Linked DNA regions of Cricetulus griseus: region 1 is linked to region 2. Evidence: chromatin contacts called from public Hi-C data. All regions are on one chromosome and are shown on one strand. The core of a region is the stretch at or near the end of the contact, and the rest is flanking DNA. Distances in the headings are between cores, read along the strand shown. Region 1 holds the start of Orc3 (origin recognition complex subunit 3). Region 2 has its middle 19 kb from the start of Cga.

What was found. Hi-C and Micro-C count contacts between places; a contact is called where the count stands out from the background.
Region 1: a contact with region 2 is called in a Hi-C map of fibroblasts, with 5 times the contacts expected there. The contact joins the promoter of Orc3 here to the enhancer-like site in region 2. A contact is called at or near these places in 2 of 8 Hi-C or Micro-C datasets (the CHO-K1 cell line and fibroblasts).

The regions. Positions count from the first base shown.
Region 1 is chr2:107,425,164-107,428,887 of CriGri-PICRH-1.0, forward strand. Orc3 (origin recognition complex subunit 3) reads left to right here and starts at 1,750. Exons shown (of 20, transcript XM_027403402.2): 1 at 1,750-1,837. The coding sequence starts at 1,814. Rars2 (probable arginine--tRNA ligase, mitochondrial) reads right to left here and starts at 1,770. Exons shown (of 20, transcript XM_027403408.2): 1 at 1,668-1,770. The coding sequence starts at 1,703.
Region 2 is chr2:107,085,037-107,088,823 of CriGri-PICRH-1.0, forward strand. It overlaps the pseudogene LOC100766995. Among named protein-coding and RNA genes, the nearest start is that of Cga, 19 kb to the right of the region's middle. Within about 2 kb of position 1,630, at least 1 of the 6 cell types and tissues checked has open chromatin away from gene starts, as enhancers often do. A contact at or near this core is called in fibroblasts, where this site is marked.

The DNA.
Region 1 (3,724 bases), core at 500-2,999, 340 kb after region 2:
TGCTGTCAGATAGCATCCAAGGAGTTAACCCCATCTTGTAACCTACCTGGCCAATGGTTCCACCAATATATTTTTAAAATGCTTTGATTTAGAACTTTCTTTGTTCTGCTACTGCAAAAACTCCATGAAATTTGTTTTCATATGGGCACTATGGAAACTGGAGTATCATAAATCCATGTTCCCAGGCCATGGTCCCTCAAATTTGGCTCCAAAATAAACTCTTACCTGCTTTGAGAGTTGTAGATTGGCGTGGCAGTAGTTATGATAGGCATTAATGTCCTGACAATGGTAAGACTAAAAGCTGATCATGAGAACAAAGCAGAGCTAATTCATGGTTTACAGATCCTGCCCAGGGCTAAGAACAGCAGCACCTGCACGGCCTGCGACTATCAATGCCTTCCTGGGATAAAGGTCAGCAGAGTCATAGTTAACAGCTAGAAAGGCAAGTCGAAGATAGAGAAAGGGGCATCAAAGGATGACCACTTCCCTAACTGAGCTCGTATTATCCTGGATCATCTCCCTGGTGGGCCAGAGGGGCATGCACAGGCACTAGAGAAGCCTTGAAACACCTACGCCACCCCAACACTTGCACAAATAACTACAGACTCCCCAACTCTGGATTTCTCTTCCATTCCATTCTAGAGGCAGAAGTCTGCCTCAGTAAAAACCAAAACAAACCATATTGTTTCATTCTCTCTCAGTTTTCCGGGCTTTTTGTTTGTTTGTTTGTTTTTAATTTTGGTCTGTTGTCTTTTCCAGACAGTCAATTCTTTGACTGTCCTGTGCAGTGAATTCAGCTAACACCAGAATCACCATTACACTTCAGGCTCCCTGGCTAGCCAGGCTAGCTGAATGTCAGTCAACTTTAAGTTCAGTAAGAAAAATCTGTCTCAGAGAACGAGATGGACAGTGACTACGAGAAACACACCCAACCTCTGGCCTCTCCATATGAAGGAACACACAAACACACACACACACCGCACATTAAACTCACCGATATAAACTGGAGTTTAATTACTAAAGAACTGCCTAAGAAGCACACGCAGCATCTTCCAGAATTGTCTAAAACAACTCAGCCACACTAGCACAACCCAGGCAGTTGGGTCCATCTGTTTGTTTCCACCTCCCAGAACTGTGGTTTCAGCCTTCTTAGCCACACAGGTTTTTCTACATAAGCTCTGGAAGTTCAGACACATTTACCCAAGAAGCCATCTCCACGGCCCTCAGCATGTTTTGGTTTGTTTTTCGAGACAGGGTTTCTCTGTGTAACAGCCCTAGCTGTCATGGAACTGGCTCTGTAGACCAGGCTGGCCTCAAACTCAGGGATCCACCTGCCTCTTCCTCCCCCGAGTGCTAGGATTAAAGGTGTGTGCCACCACGGCCAGCCCTTAGCATGATTCATAAATATCAATTTTATTCAACGCTCCAAAATATTGTATCTTTTAGAAAGGTAGACTACAAGGTTCCTGGATGAAAGCAAATAATGACTAGAAATGGACGAGGAACATCAATTTCTACAGGGTCTAATCATGTCCCGTAGACATTCCCCCCAGACGAACGGGAATGTCAAGGCACGCAGTGCTTTCGCAGCTCGGGGAGAAGGCAGAGCCGGCCGAGGCTGCACCCTGCGGCCCGGGATCCCGCGGGCTCCCTACTCGCAACAGTACCTGACAGGCGATCGACCTACGAAAGACGCACGCCATGCCGACCAGACGCCCGCCTCCGCACGCCCCGCCTCCGCGCCGGAAGTCGCCTCTGCTTCCGCAAGGGCGCGCGGAAGTGTTCAGTGCGCAAGCACAGGCAGCCGTGGATTATGGCCACTTCCTCGGTGTCCAAGGTACGTGGGGGTGGCGCTTGCCCGTGCTCCGCGGTGTCTCTTTGGCAAGCACGGCGAGGCGGAGGCTTGATGGGCATTGGCTCTGGCTCCGGGAAGAGCAGAACTCGGGCGGCTTTGCCCAGGTCCGGGTTCGAGGCCGCCTTTGCTTTGGCCAAGTAGGCCGTAGCACCTAGGCAAGCCCACCGGCTTCCAAGAATATGCCGCGGCCCCCTCCGCTCCCCGCGTTTTTATTCCCCCACTGAAGTTCTTACGTGCATTTAATTACGTAAACAAAATGACTTTCTGCACTCAGAAATACGAATAAGCAGCTGACCTTGAATTGCCGTGTTAGTAAGGGGGAAAGTTCTAAGAGAAAAAGGGACGCACCAAGAGCGCTAGGAGACCAGCGAAGCTTTTGGAGAAACTGACAGTTTGGCTAAGACCTGAAAACTGAGAATCATGGCGGGCATATAAAAAGCATGAGGGTGGGAGAGCGGAGTGACATGTTCTCTGCCTCAGAATGTAGAAATAGAGTAGCAGATTAAATAGAAAAATCAGGATAACCCGAAAGTGGAGAAAGGAGCGTTAGGAAAAAACGAGAACAGAAACGTAATTCAGATGAGTGTGTTTGGGAATCGTGGACTGCCTAGATGGCAAGAGAGTGCAAATCAAAATGTAGTTTATAAGAGAAATTCTAGGATTGTATCGCCCCCTAGCAGCCTGTGGGGGGTTTACATTTGAGTTAAGATAAATTCGCCATTAGCACCTGCTATATTTCAATAGCACAACAAACAGAGCAGCTGTTTGACATTGAAGTTAAATAAAGTTCTACTGGTCTATGCTACCATGCCGTTGTTTTGTTTTTGTTTTTTTTTTTTTTTTTTTAAGTACGAGGGGTACTGCTGAGTGAAGCTGCCTGATAGAACTGAAAATAGAAGGTCTGAAAGATTTTGTGTTTGGAGTTTGAGGGGCCACCGAGCTGGACTGCCCTTTTTTTTTTTTTTTTTTTTTTTTTTTTTTTTTAAGAGATTTATTAGAAGTGACATTAACACCAGACAGCACGGCAGAGGTTGCAGGGGGATTTGGGCCCATGTGGCAGAGGGAGTCCCTTCACAGTTCACAGGATGAAGCTTTCGGGGAGACTGAAATAGTATCTGTTTTGACTTACAATTCATGGTTGCTTGAAGTAGCCAGCGAGTGTTAAGTTCATGTATTATTTTTTTAGGTGATGGATAAAAACCTTTCCTGTGGGGCATTTCTGAGGGTGTGGAGCAGGGAAGACAAGAATATGAAACGAGTTATTGTAGTTCAAGAAACCAAATTACAGTTACAGAAATTGCCACAGCTTAACCAAAATGGAGACACTTTTCAAAGCATCTCCCCACCTCCTGCTGGGATTACAGGTGGAAGTCCCTCTAGAATTTTTGAAGGACTGACTGGCTGATGGTAGAAAAACAGATTTAAATGCACTAGTATTTTTATTAGAGTTATTCCTTTTTTTTATTTGTCCTTGGCTACAAAGTTCCAGATGTTTTAGATGCCCTGACTTCTAATCCTGTTTGCATAAAACTTCATTTCCTTTTCTTTTCTATTTCTGGATATAACTCTAGTTTGTGCATCCTGGGCAAGTGCTCTACCACTGAGCTGCATCCCCAGCTCTAGACCTCTCAAGTTTGTAAAACTTGTAGAAAATGAGAATTTTTTTCAGAAAAGCCTTTTTTTTTTTTTGACTTCTAACAGAAATAGCTATGTTGATTAATGGTTATGAAGTAGACCTTAAATAAATAAGAACCTTTAAAGACCTTTTAAGCCACTCATTTAACTGCCAACTTTTTAATTTATTTTTTCTTATCCTTAAACCTACGGAGGTATTGTTATTTTTCTCTTCATTCATATATATATTCAATA
Region 2 (3,787 bases), core at 380-2,879:
GGCTCCCTATTTTTTCCTCGAAAGGCACTGAACTAACAACCAGAGACCTAATTTGTAGTTGTTGCGGACAACAACCACAAGGTGGCACAAGTGCCCCTCAACAAGGGAAGGAGGAAACCGAAGCATGGCAAGTCTTATTGTTTCCCTCATCAATCCCTTTCTTTCTTTCCTTCTGTCTGTCTTCTTTTTTGGTTCCTTAATTTTTCTTTATCATATATACTTTTTTGTAATTTTTAGTCAACCCCTCTACTATAATGACATCTTGTCTTAAGAAAAAAAAGATAAAAATGGCAAATTTTAGACCTCACACCAGAGGACTGATAAGTATGAAAGTCACTGACCTTGAAGGAAAATGATGTTACTCCATTATGATTGGTTTGTTTTCATCCTGGGAGAAGCTGCCACAAATATCTTATTTTAAATTGGTTTTATCTGGATTTTACAGAAACCTGATTAAAGTATGTAAGCCTAGTAATAATTTCTACAAAAATTTACTACACACAATACCAGAATTCCTTAAAAGCAACTAGAATCACATTTTATTTGGCATAAAAAGTGCATTGGTATCAGCTGCCACATATTGGCCCAAACCATCTCTATGAGAAGAGACGGCCCAACACAGACATAAGAAACCTAGCTGTGAGCATACACAAAAAGAGGTTTTCTGGTTAACACAGAGAAAAGCCTTTCTTAGACAAGCCTTCAGCACTGGGTGTTTGTCCTTCTGCTACTTACTGACACTGCTGCCTAATCTCAGTTCTGACCCATCCCAGGCAGACAGGAATGTTTTGGTAGCTGAATCAGACATTTGAGAAGATACAACTTTGAGGACATGCAGGCACATGGGAAGTGCAGCTCTCAAGTTCAAACTGCAGTCAGACTTGGAAGATCCCCAAGCTGTAAGCACCTGAGGTGTTTAACTGAGTCTTCCACAGGAGGCCAGCTCAGTACACATAGGCATTGTCTGCAGCCTGGGAACCTTCCAGCTGTGCACAGCAGTCTTCACAGGATCTGTGGTTAGGAGGCTACAGGCTACAGCACAGGCACCATGCCGTTTCCTGGAGCCTTACTTATATATAGGCTATTTCATCTTGTGCAGGAATTGGCAAGAATTTGTGCATACAATTGCTTCACTCATGAGTGCATACATGCATGCATGCACACACATATCCACACTAGCATGTGGCCTAAAGTACATTAATGTACCTCACAGTGTGCTAGGGGAAACCTGGTTTCCCTCCAGGGTGCAACTTAAGACTGAATCAAAAGGTGTTTTCCACATAGACTGGGAGAGCTTTAAAGAGATTTCATGCCATCTGAAAGACGTCCTTCAAATGCAGGGTTTCATACAATATTCCATGAAGATCTTCACAAGACTTCAGTCACTAGGGCAGCAGTTGTGCACTCTGTTTACACACACACACACACACACACACACACACACACACACACAAACTGTGCAGCCAAAGGATCTGTCTGGAATCTTCAGGAGATGTGACTCGTAAAGTGAGATGTATTTAGCTGAGTCATCAAGGATGCTCATTGAGAGACCAGCATAAACACTGAGGCAACTGTCAAAGAGAAGGGAGCTTGAGGCCACAGGAGGATGCATAGGAGACCAAGTGTGACACAGAGCTCTTGCATAACAGTGACATTCTTATGGAGCTGAATGAGAAAGCACGCACTCTACTCTAGCTACAGTAATTCCACAGCCCACACACTCTCCTTCTCCATTTTTGATTGAAATTCTTCAAAGAACTGCTGAACATCCTCTCTCTTAACAACCACGCCTTTACCAATGAGTCTCTTCGGATAGTCTAAATTCTGAACTTCGAGCCATGGCATTCACAAATGAGCTGCACTTGATGGAGCCTATTCATGCCGTGAGGGTGTCGGTTAAAGGGTCCCTTCTATCACTGCCTGGTCACTCTTGCCTTTTGTTCTCAGAAACCAAAACTATATCTTATCTGTTATAAACAAGACAACTAGCCCGCCATACATTTTCATGCAGTCTTGGCAGGCGCAAACCTGCTGCACCAGGTCAGCGGCCAATAGGTGGCAGCGTGTTTCTTTACAAACTGCTTAGCTCGCGGCTCCTGAAGATTCCGTTTCGGATAAACTGAGAGCTAGAGGTGGCACAGGGCTCACTATCTGCTCAGCTTTAACTTCCTTGCCAGCATTCCTTCCGTGTTCTGGAACATCCTCTTTTAGGGTATTAGCTTGGTGGCCTCCATTCTCAGCTTGAAAACCTCTTGATCGCCCATTCTGTCAACATATAGCAGCAGCCCATCATCTTCAGCAGATATGCTAGTGACTGCCAACCGAGCTGCGCAAGCCCGCAAGAGAGAAGAGCATTCACACAAGCCTGGAACATCACCTCTTGGAAATCCACACACTCAGGGAGAATGGCTCCGAGATGCCTGCCATAGAAACCGTCTTCACAGACCATACACAGAATCATCTCATCAAGAGCCTCACCTCAGGATCAGATAAGATCTCTTACAAATGCAGAATAATCCAAAAAGTTGTCATTGTACTTATTCCAAGAATTTAGCTTTGACCCGACGTTGGTGGCACTCGCCTTTAATCCCAGAACTTGGGACGCGGAAGCAGGTGGATCCTTGTGAGTTTGAGGCCAGCCTGGTCTACAGAGTGAGTTCCAGGACAGGCTCCAAAGCTACACAGAGAAACCCTGTCTTGAAAAACAAAACAAACAAAAAATCCACCAATGCTTTTTAAATTTTATTTTATGTGCCTGTAGGTAGGAGCTATGTATAATGTACTTATTGATTTATTTGCCTTTTTTGTTGTTGTTTGAGACAGGGTTTCTCTATTAACAACCCTAGCTGTCCTGGATCCTTGTAGACAGGCTAGCCTTGAACTCACAAAAATCGACCTGGCCTCCCTAGTGCTGAGATTAAAAGTGTGTGCCACTATTGCTGGATTTTTAAAAACAAGCCAAAGGAGTCGTAGTGGGAGACAGACTGGGAAGAGAGGCACACTGGGTTGGTGTTTATGTTTCTCCTTTGATAGCATGCCGAGTACCTTCCAACAACAGCAGAATGCAGGGGTGAAGTTTCCATGTAGGTTACCAGCTCAACTTCTTCATATTCACTGAGTTACGTGGTGTTGTACTCGGCAATATAGTCCAGCTGTCAGTTTGAGGAGAGCAACCCATTGTCTTAGCAACAGCCGGAATTGCTTGGGGATTTCCATGGGACTTCCTTGGTCAACAACTCAACAGGATGTAACCCAGTCCCACTACTGGAAGCCTTGTTTGGTGACAAGAGGTGGTCAGTTGAGACTCCATAACCCCCATTATTAGGAGATCTCATTAAGATCACCTTCATATAGTTCAGGAAGTTTCCACTGCACTAGGTTTCCAGATCATCCTTCAAATGCCCCTCAATTCCTAATGTCTCTCCCCAAATTCTCTCCCTCAACCCTATCTTCTCTTTGTAGCTCTCCAGACATTTCCCTATGGACTTGAGTTTTGTGCAAGGTGATAGATCTATTTGCATTCTTATGCACACAGACATCCAATTAGATCAGCACCATTGGTTGAGGATGTTTTTCTGGCTTCTTTATCAAGAATCAGGTGTTCATAGGTGTATGGATTTATGTCCAGGTCTTCATTTCAATTCCATTGATCAGTGTGTCTGTTTTTATGCTAATACCATGCAGTTTTTATTACTATAGTTCTGTAATACAACTTGAAATCAGAAATGGTAAGACTTCCAGCAGTTCTTTTATTGTTCAATATTGTTTTAGCTATTCTGGGTTTTTC